2 separate regions of the Mus musculus genome follow, and region 1 is linked to region 2. A link is a contact called in public HiChIP or PLAC-seq data. All regions are on one chromosome and are shown on one strand. The core of a region is the stretch at or near the end of the contact, and the rest is flanking DNA. Distances in the headings are between cores, read along the strand shown.

Region 1 (4,805 bases), core at 2,008-4,507, 78 kb before region 2:
ACTCCATGGCAGGGTTTGTAGCAATAGCATGAAGCATCCCCACTTGGCTGGCTCCATCTTCAGTAATGTTTTCTCTTTTACCGAACAAAACAAGACAAAGTTTTGCCTTTTCAACCTTCTTGCTCCTCTTTCTCTCTCATTATTCTGGTCACTTCCCAAGAATTTGAGATGTGAACCAAAGGCCTAATCATAAAATATTCCATTTTTTAAAAAACATCTTAGGTTCTAGGAGTTTTAGAAAAGTTTTAGGCCTAGGTGACCTTGGGTCTAGCGAAATGATGAACTGCAAATTTGGATTTATGAAACTTTAAAACATTTATGTCCAGCCTCAAGCACTATTTATTATATATTTATCTCTCTGTTTGAAAAGATTTTTGTATTTACTACTGTATATGTGTGTGCAAATGTGTGCATGTGTTGGGTGTTCACATAGGCTAGAGCGGTAAGAACTGGGAGCTGGAGTTACAGACAGTTCTACCTGATGTATGTGCTGGGGATGGAAAGTCTGGTCCTTTGAAAGAACAGTGCATGCTCTTATCCACTGAGCCATCTCCCCATCGTACTACACCACATCTGCCTCTTAAACAATAAGACTTGTTATTTCAACATCAGCTCAAAAGAAAATCAAGTTGAAGGGGTCTGCAACCCTATAGGAGCAACAACAATATGAACTAACCAGTACCCCCCTCCCCCCCAACCAGAGCTTGTGTCTCTAGTTGCATATGTAGCAGAGGATGGCCTAGTAGGCTATCAATGGGAGGAGAGGCCCTTGGTCTTGGGAAGATTATACGCCCCAGTACAGCAGAATGCCAGAGCTGGGAGTGGGTTGGGGAGCAGGCTGGGGGGAGGGTATAGGGGACTTTTGGGATAGCATTTGAAATGTAAATGAAGAAAATATCTAATAAAAAAAGAAAGCTAAAAAAATAAAATAAAATTAGTTGCTGAACTTAAAAAAAAATAAAAACATTAAAAAAAAAGAAAATCAAGTTGAAATATACTTTCTTTGGTTGTGTTAGTTCAATTATAGTGGTCAAATAGGACAGGAGTAAAACAGGGTCACATTTTAAATTCTTTTTTTTTTTTTTTTTTTTTTTTCGAGACAGGGTTTCTCTGTGTAGCCCTGGCTGTCCTGGAACTCACTCTGTGGACCAGGCTGGCCTCGAACTCAGAAATCCACCTGCCTCTGCCTCCCAAGTGCTGGGATTAAAGGTGTGCACCACCACTCCCAGCTACAGGGTCACATTTATCCACTGTATCAAACTGAGCAGCTATATTTGAGAAATTTAAATTAATTTAAATTTAAGGTTTTAAAATTTAAATGACAATGCAAATGAGAGAGAGAGAGAGAGAGAGAGAGAGAGAGAGAGAGAGAGAGAGTATCCTAGATCTTTGCACTTTAGGGGACTTCCCAGTGAAGGAGAAGGAGAAATCAGAAAGAAGAAAGTTCAGACATAACGATCAGCATGCAGTCAGAGCTGACTTTTCTCCAGAAACTTCTGGAAGAGGAGCCATCCTCCAGCCAATCCAGGGAGCTGTGGTTCCCTTGAGCTGCTGTTGACTTGCTCAAAGCGTATGTTGAGCCAGGGCTCTGGGATGGGCCTTGGGTGGCTTGCTGGGAGAGAAGCTGGGGTGCTGATATTGGGAGTTACCTGCTGGGCTTCTAGACCCTAGGAATTTCTCTAGGGCTCAGGTAGCCTCTCTCTACTGTGTGCAGCATCTACAGATGGCAGAAATTCGAGACTAACTATAGTTTCAGTGCAAAGGTCATTGGGAAATATATGTAGCCAGCTTTTAATTTTGTGGTCCATAGGCTTGTACTTCTGCCATTGCATCTGCGGCTCATCAGAGCCTTTTGTATTTTCTCTGTGGATCTCTACAAGCATTAAACAGGGAGCCCTCATTCTCCTGCACTGTAGCCTGCAGCAATCACCATTCTCGGTTTCTGTATCAGAGTCAAACTCATCCAGGCACCGTATGTAAGCAGGCTCGTAGATGGTGGTTTTCTTTCACTTTCCTGTATCTACTTTGTAGTGTGTGCTGATTTGTTTTTTTTTTTTTTTTTTTATGGCTGAAAAACATTCTATTGTATATTGGGTGTGGTAGTGTGAACCTGTAATTCTAGGAATCTCTATGCTCTTTTCTATAGTAGCAGTGCCATTTACTGGGTATGGAATTATGTCTCATGGTTTTGATTTAGAGTCACCAGATTAGCAGAGCTGCTAGCCATATGGTCACAAATGTCTGTAAGTCTTTTCTGAGGGTATTTCCACTCTGTTCTTTGGCTTTTTTTTTTTTTTTTTTTTTTGTTGCATACTTTCTTGTTAAATTGTGGGATTTTTTTTTTTTTTTTAAGTTCTGGATGTTAATCTCATTTGGTATATATGTTTTCCAACTACTTCCTTTGCTTCTTTGAGTTACTTTAAAAATACAACTATTTTTTTCTTTGACAGTTTCATATATGTATGTCATATATTTTGATTATATTCATCCCATTGCCTTCTCCTATCCTCTCCCTGCTCTCACTGAGCCCCTTCTTTCAAAAACAAAACAAAACAAAACAAAACAAAACAAAACAAAACAAAACAAAACAAAACAAAAAAGTTCGTACTCTTTTCATGCCTGTGTGCAGGTGTGGCCTCCTGGGCTTCATTAGGGTTGCCTAGGTGAACATGGTGAGGATTATTTACTGGAACTCGGGGCCACTTCCCTGTGGCTCCCCACTGATGTAAGCTGATCCCCTGAAGTTGCCTTTGAATCCTCTTGAATTTTGACACTGACTCCTTCTCCTGGTTTCTTTTTGGTTTTACTGTTCCTACTTTTGTGGTTCAGGGCCGAGAAATGAGTGCAAATCCACGGTCACGACTTCTTCCCCATTTCTTCTTAAATTTGGGGCTCCGAAGAACACTTAGCAGTAACCTTTATGCACAGTATGAGATAAAGAAATCACTTCTTTTGCAGAAATTCTATTTCTCCAGCACTATTTACCAAAAGCTGAGAGCCTCCTAAGCAAGGATTCCTTCAGTGGATGATTCCGGAGCCGCTGGTTACTGTTTCAAAGGTTAAGCAAATAATGATTAAGTTGTGCATAACTTAAGGTAGATTTTGACCCCTCACAAGTTGAACAGTACTAGAGATCTAAGATCATTGACATTCTTCAGGAAGGAGCAAAATAACTTAAGCCTTCTTGGAAAGACTGGAAAGTTAAAGAATATTTTGCTGATCAAAGAGCAACTGGCTGCAAGCAGCCCTCAAATTCTGGACTCAGCTGGCCAGAGTGGTCTCCCTCTTGCCGGCGAGGTGAGCGGGGGAGCTGCGGAGCATGGCCTCACATTTTCTCTGGGGTTTTGTTACTTTATTGATGGTACCCGGATTAGACGGTGAAACTGGAACACCAGAGCAGAAGCTACAGAAAAGAATTGCTGATCTCCACCAGTAAGTATAAGCGTGGCTTATTTCTGCTAAGGGACTGGAGTCTATCCTTGCTGTCCGTAACAAATAACACGAGAAGTCAAAGTTTCTCAAGGAAAGTAGCGATGTTAAAAAGCCCCTGGGGAGAAGATTTGGGCTGGTATAAAGAACTGTTTTCTGATTTACAAATGGTCTTTGTTCACTTGTGAGTGAGTCACATCTGCGATTCCTGGGAAATATATCATTAAGAAATTCTCAGAGAAATAATGATAGATGAATAGAGACGGTTTGGTTGGATTGAGTGTGAAATGAGGATATGTATAGCAAGTCTATCATTATTCCGCAAGAAACTTGGTTTAAAATTTAAAACTCTATGTGCTAATTACTGATGAATTCTCTGCTCAAATTGTATAGGCCTCGGATGACTACGGAGGAGGGAAACTTAGTGTTTCTTACAAGCTCTGCCCAAAACATTGAATTTAGAACTGGTTCCCTGGGGAAAATCAAATTAAATGATGATGACCTTGGCGAATGTTTACACCAGGTAATGCACTGGGAAAACACAGCTCTTGCTTTGTTAATCAATATATACTAGCTTAAATTGACCAGCTCAATATTAGTCAGCACCTTGAATCCTGAGCACAGAAAACACAACCATAAGATCAGGTCTTAAAAAGAAGCCTTATGCTGGAGAGATGGCTCAGTGGTTAAGAGCACTGACTGCTCTTCCGGAGGTCCTGAGTTCAAATCCCAGCAGCCACATGGTGGCTCACAACCATCTGTAATGAGAAAAAGAAGCCTTATAAAGACTTCATGGTGAGGAGAGAGGGGTCAATGCCAGAAGAGGAGGCTCATTGCTTAGGGACAGATTTCACCATTCAGAGAAGAGCCAGAAAGTCAGAGCTCCTCTACCAGAGAGGAAGTAAGGAGGGGACCAGAGCAGGCACAGATGCGTTCTATAGGGAGGGAAGATGAGTTCTGCATAGAAGGAATAAAGGGGAAATAGAGCAGGCACAGATGTGTTCTGTGCAGTGTGTGTGGGGCAATAAGGAGGGGACCAGAGCAGGCACAGATGTGTTCTGCAGGGAGGGAAAAGGGAGAACCAGAGCAGGCACAGATGTGTTCTGTGCATTGTGTGGGGCAATAAGGAGGGGACCAGAGCAGGCACAGATGTGTTCTGCAGCACTATTGCCACAGCAGAGTAGTCAGTTACTCTAATACTTTATTGAACGCTTTCCATACTCAGCATTAATAACATCACATGCTGCGGCTGGGTCATGCACTTGTGTGTTATATTGCTTGACTCTCAGGACTCCCCCATGAAAGTGTTGATTATTATTCCACTTATGAGTTACAAAGTGGGCAAATATTTAATGTCCAAAAATAGACAATAAGTA
Region 2 (4,746 bases), core at 623-3,122:
CTGCTGGTCACATGTCCATACAACTGCTTCCATGCAGGGTTCCCGAACAATCTCTCAAGATCCAGAAATTCTGTTGTCAGTCTAATAGTAGTCTTCTTTAGTTCTCCTTGAAAAATATCATTGGAAATGAAATTTCTTACTTGTGCAGTTGAGGAGCCCATTATTAGAATCAAATCTGTTCAAGGAGGGTTTAATCAAATCAGTTGAGCCTGCTGACAGCTGTGGGGTGGTAAGAATAAAGCTTCATGTTCCTCAAATATTCCCTGGCTAGAAGTGACCCTTAAGCATCGGGCTCTATTGCAGACCTGCTCAGTCCTTTCTATGCTGCTCAGTAGAGCATGACGGTTTAGAAAGAAGATTCTAGAGCCAGTAAGCCTGGGTTTAAATCTAAGCTTGAATAACCATGGATGGGTTGTTCAGTCTCTGGGTGTCATTTCCCTCAGTAAAATGGAACAATCAAAGTAAATGAGCTAATACACACAAAGAATGAGAACAGGGCCTAGCACACAGCAAACAATGCTAACTGCTGTTCGCGGTACTAATCGAAGCAGAGCTCCTGAGCCAGCCATAGGGATTCATAGTGCATCCATCCTGCAGGCGGAGGGAATTAGTGGCCCCTCGTTTAGAATTCTTCCTTTTCTTTTTGCTGATGACTGCAGCCAGCTTCCTCGATGCATCTTGGCACCTTGCACAAAGTATAAATGAGAAATGACAACACCCATATTCTAGTCTACTGATTTAACTGAAGCTCTTTGAGGAAACAGAATGGAGAGGTTCCATTGACACATTGAAGGTTTGGAAACTGTTAGTAACGGCCTTAAAAACTGCTCCGTGCTTCTCTATAATCCTTTAACAAAGAATGAGTATATTTGCTACAATTTAACATTTTTTGGCTTTTAGAAAGAAAATTGGGGTGAAGAAAACAATCAGTTTTCTTTGCATCATTGATGCATTTCACAATTCTGCATTAACTACACTTGCACTCACCTCAGTTTGTAGAGACTTCATTGCAGAGTTGCTAGGCATTTTAACCCCCAGTAATGCCCAGCATAGGACACATGCCCATAAACAGTGCATTATTATTCTAGCATGAATAGAATCTCCCAGACTAAAGAGAGGCCCATTGGACACGCAAACTGTATATGCTCCAGTACAGGGGAACGCCAGGGCCAAAAATATGGGAATGGGTGGGTAGGGAAGTGGGGGGGGGGAGGGTATGGGGGACTTTTGGGATAGCATTGGAAATGTAATTGAGGAAAATATGTAATAAAAAATATTAAAAAAAAAAGAATCTCCCAGACTATGGTTCAGCCCCTAGCCTTTTGCACTGTCAAAAGCTGTATTTGGGACCTGGGGAGTTGTTTCAGTTACTAAGTATTTGTCACACAAGCAAGAGCACCTGCGTTCAGACTCCTGTGTAAAAAGCTGGGTGTGATAGTACACCTCACATCTCTGTAACCCCAGCACTGGGATAGGCATGTGGAAACAGGAGGATCCCTGGATCTGGCCAGCCAACTTAGTCAAATTGGGAAGAAACTTTGTCTTAAACAGAGTAGAGAGCAATTGAAGACATCCAGTGTTGATCTTTGGCCTGCACACAGCAGCATTCACATGTGCTTAGACCCACGTGCTCAAAAATACACCCTTCACACATAAATACTTATGTGTCCACCCCAAAAGCCATAGTCTACAAACATTTTCCCCTTTATGATAACAGAGTTGTACACAGAGTGTCCCCATGTGTGAACAGCACAGCTCCTTCCTTCTGCCTCTCAGCCTTCTTCCAAAAGCCACAGAGCTTCTCTGTCTGAAGCCTGGTAATTAAAAGCTCCCTTCCTGGTTAGAACAAAGCAGAGAAGCAGAAGAGGTTTTGTGTGTGTGAGCCACAGTGGGTTTGACTCTTTGATCAGGGCGCGCCTCCTTGCTCATTTCCTGAGCAGATGAGTCATGTTTCCTGGAACAGTCCTTTAGAGGAAGTGGGCTTCCACAACGTTAGCTGTCTGCTAATAGCCCTGCTTACAGTAGAGCACCTGCCACTCACAAGTGAGTTTAAGTGCATTCTATAGGCCAGACATTTAGTTTTGTCTCCATACCAGCTGGGAGAATATAGCTTTCTACTAGGATAATCCACATTCAGAATTTTGAAAAGTATAGCAATGAAGCTGATCTCTCTTACGTCATTAAGCAGTCCAAGATGCATCTTAGACAAGATGTTGACTCCAAAATTGTCTGGGTAAAATGTGATTTTTTTGTTTTGTTTTGTTTTTCCAGACAGGGTTTCTCTGTGTAGCCCTGGCTGTGTTCTGGAACTCACTCTGTAGACCATGCTGGCCTTGAACTCAGAAATCCTCCTGTCTCTGCCTCCTAAGTGCTGGGATTAAAGGTGTGTGCCACCACTTCCCGGCGATTTTTTTTAAATTATAAAAATATATGAATTCTTTATTTTTTAGGCGATCAAAATTCTTTTCAGACAGAGAGTGGTGGTACACACACACACACACACACACACACACACACACACACATCACAGCACTTTAGAGGTTGAGGCAGGAGGATCCATTTACAATCAGACTGGCTACCTAAGACCCCTGTCTTTGGGAGAAGAAAAGAAAATCGTTGCCCTTTTCTGACCATCCTCACGATGAAGAATTTTCAACTGACTAGTTTGCTATATAAAATGATGCAGAGCTGCAGCCTTCAAACAACCAGCCTTTGGTTCAAAAGAGCTCTGGTCTCTGCTCCTCATAGCCTCTCGAACTTGAAGCATAGGATTCAGATGAATAAGAACAAAACCTACCACAATTTCCCAAACTACCGTTAAGCCACTTAAAAATCCCTTTACATGCACAAAGTTTGACATTATTTCCCACAACTTTCCACCTCTCTTCCTCCCATACTTAAGCCCAAAGCAGAAAAGTCCAGAGGCATCTACTATCAATGCTTGTGAGTACACTGCACAGGGAGGACCATGGGTGCAGGCACACTGCAAAGAGAGGACCATGGGTACAGGCACACTGCACAGGGAGGACCATGGGTACAGGCACACTGCAAAGGGAGGACCATGGGTGCATGCAGACTGCACAGGGAGGATCATGCATACAGGCACACTGCACTGGTAGGAAATGCTGGTCACAAGGTTAAGTTTTAAATATCATAAATCTTAGTTAGGAATTCTGGTTTAACTTTTTAAATGGGGAAGATTTCCAATTGCAGCATTAGAGACATTATATACCCACATGCATACACACATGCATGCATACATACATGCATACATACATACATGCATACATACAAACATACATATATTAGCTTTTAAAGTTGGCTTGCAGAATAATCACTGCATTTTCATATCTATTTGATCTATATTGGGGGCCACTGTTCACAGCTCCCTTCTGCTTCCTTTTTATACATTAAAACATGTGAAAACACTTTAATTTTAGTTCTTACTTAGCAGGCTTACTCTTTCTTCTGGCAACCTGGAAGAAGAGGCAGGCAAAAGCACTCTAGGTCTCTATGGCTCAAGGTTCCATAATTTTAATTTGTTCTATGAACTAAGCTTTTCCATCTGCAGCAGATGCTCAGGCCATTGGAAGGCACAATAATATATGTTTAAAGCATTTAGTGTTTTACTATGACAGGACAATTGAAGGCTATAGCCTATGGAACTAACCATATGTATCCACAGGAGAGTGTGTTTGGCTCTCAAAGTCTTTCCCTCCTCCCTGGGGAGGGACAAGTTATTCACTGCTCCATCAATGATCATAAAATTCAATATTTATAGAAGTCCATGGACTTCTAAAGACTTCATTTTAATAAAGAATTAGAATAATTAATAATAGTTACCATGAAAAAGGATATGCTCAGGATTAAATGGCTTGAAAATAACGCTGGAACAGATTACTTTCTGTAACAACATTTTAAGACAAATGTTGATGTTTGATTCTAAACACAGAAAAGAGATATGGAAATAGCAGAACATTTTAGTGGGCCAGCTGAGTGACTGGAAACCTAGAGGAGTTTGTAATTCTAATATGGCAAACATTACTAAGACATATTTATGTTATGATGTGAATAGTTCTACAGAGATAATGTATTTAAAATAGACTTAACTAATCAAAAAAGAACACATAGTCACTGCAGGAGATTGAGAAAACATAGAAAAGCCTAGAGGTAACAAAACAAAAAAAAAGTTAAGTTCCACTGCTTCCAATAATATTTAGTGGTATTCATTGCCTGTTCTCCTTTTTATGCTTATTTTATTTTAATATTCACAGATTATTCCATGCATTCTACCCTGTAATGACATTTTTCTATGGAGCGTATCTATTATATGTGTTACTGTCCAAGTTCACATGTGGTTGCCACATTGCAGCTGCTGTGAGACAGTTAGCGCCCTTTCTAGATAAACATCTTTGTAGGTAAATGTTAGCTTGCATGCATGTTTATGCATTGATTAAAAAAATAAATAAAACAAAGCACAACAAAAAATAATCTAAATCAGCCTTTGTGCCTTCTGATATAAGTGATCCATAGAAAGCAGTACTTAAAACCATACAGGCAACAAGAGCAGACTGAGAGCAGCCAGTCCACAGAGAGGCCACTAAGCCATCTGGATTGGAGATAAACCTCTAATTCAAAGTGGTACAAAATAACTCAGGGTAACTCAGAATGTGGTCATCTGCTGGTTTGCCACTCACATGCAAACCCTGGCATTATGAGTAACCGTTGACTTTAGATGGGCAGTTC

Evidence for each region. HiChIP or PLAC-seq counts read pairs in DNA pulled down with a chosen protein or histone mark.
Region 1: a contact with region 2 is called in an H3K27ac HiChIP or PLAC-seq map of embryonic fibroblasts, with 28 read pairs. The contact joins the promoter of Cubn here to the enhancer-like site in region 2. A contact is called at or near these places in 3 of 39 promoter capture datasets (the 3T3-L1 cell line, the C10 cell line and macrophages), 1 of 15 datasets of contacts at CTCF or cohesin (the NIH/3T3 cell line), 11 of 484 Hi-C or Micro-C datasets (the AtT-20 cell line, CD4 T cells, the HPC-5 cell line and 7 more), 7 of 115 datasets of contacts at active chromatin or transcription factors (CD8 T cells, Th17 cells, a colorectal cancer cell line and 4 more) and 3 of 9 other capture datasets (adipose tissue, embryonic stem cells and liver).

What each region holds. Positions count from the first base shown.
Region 1 is chr2:13,490,328-13,495,132 of GRCm38.p6, reverse strand. It overlaps Cubn (cubilin (intrinsic factor-cobalamin receptor)), which reads left to right and starts at 3,257. Exons shown (of 67, transcript NM_001081084.2): 1 at 3,257-3,432; 2 at 3,823-3,952. The coding sequence starts at 3,320.
Region 2 is chr2:13,410,882-13,415,627 of GRCm38.p6, reverse strand. All of the region lies in intron 27 of Cubn (cubilin (intrinsic factor-cobalamin receptor)), which reads left to right. Among named protein-coding and RNA genes, the nearest start is that of Cubn, 79 kb to the left of the region's middle. Within about 2 kb of position 1,872, at least 226 of the 459 cell types and tissues checked have an H3K27ac peak or open chromatin away from gene starts, as enhancers often do. A contact at or near this core is called in the AtT-20 cell line, CD8 T cells, the NIH/3T3 cell line and 7 more, where this site is marked.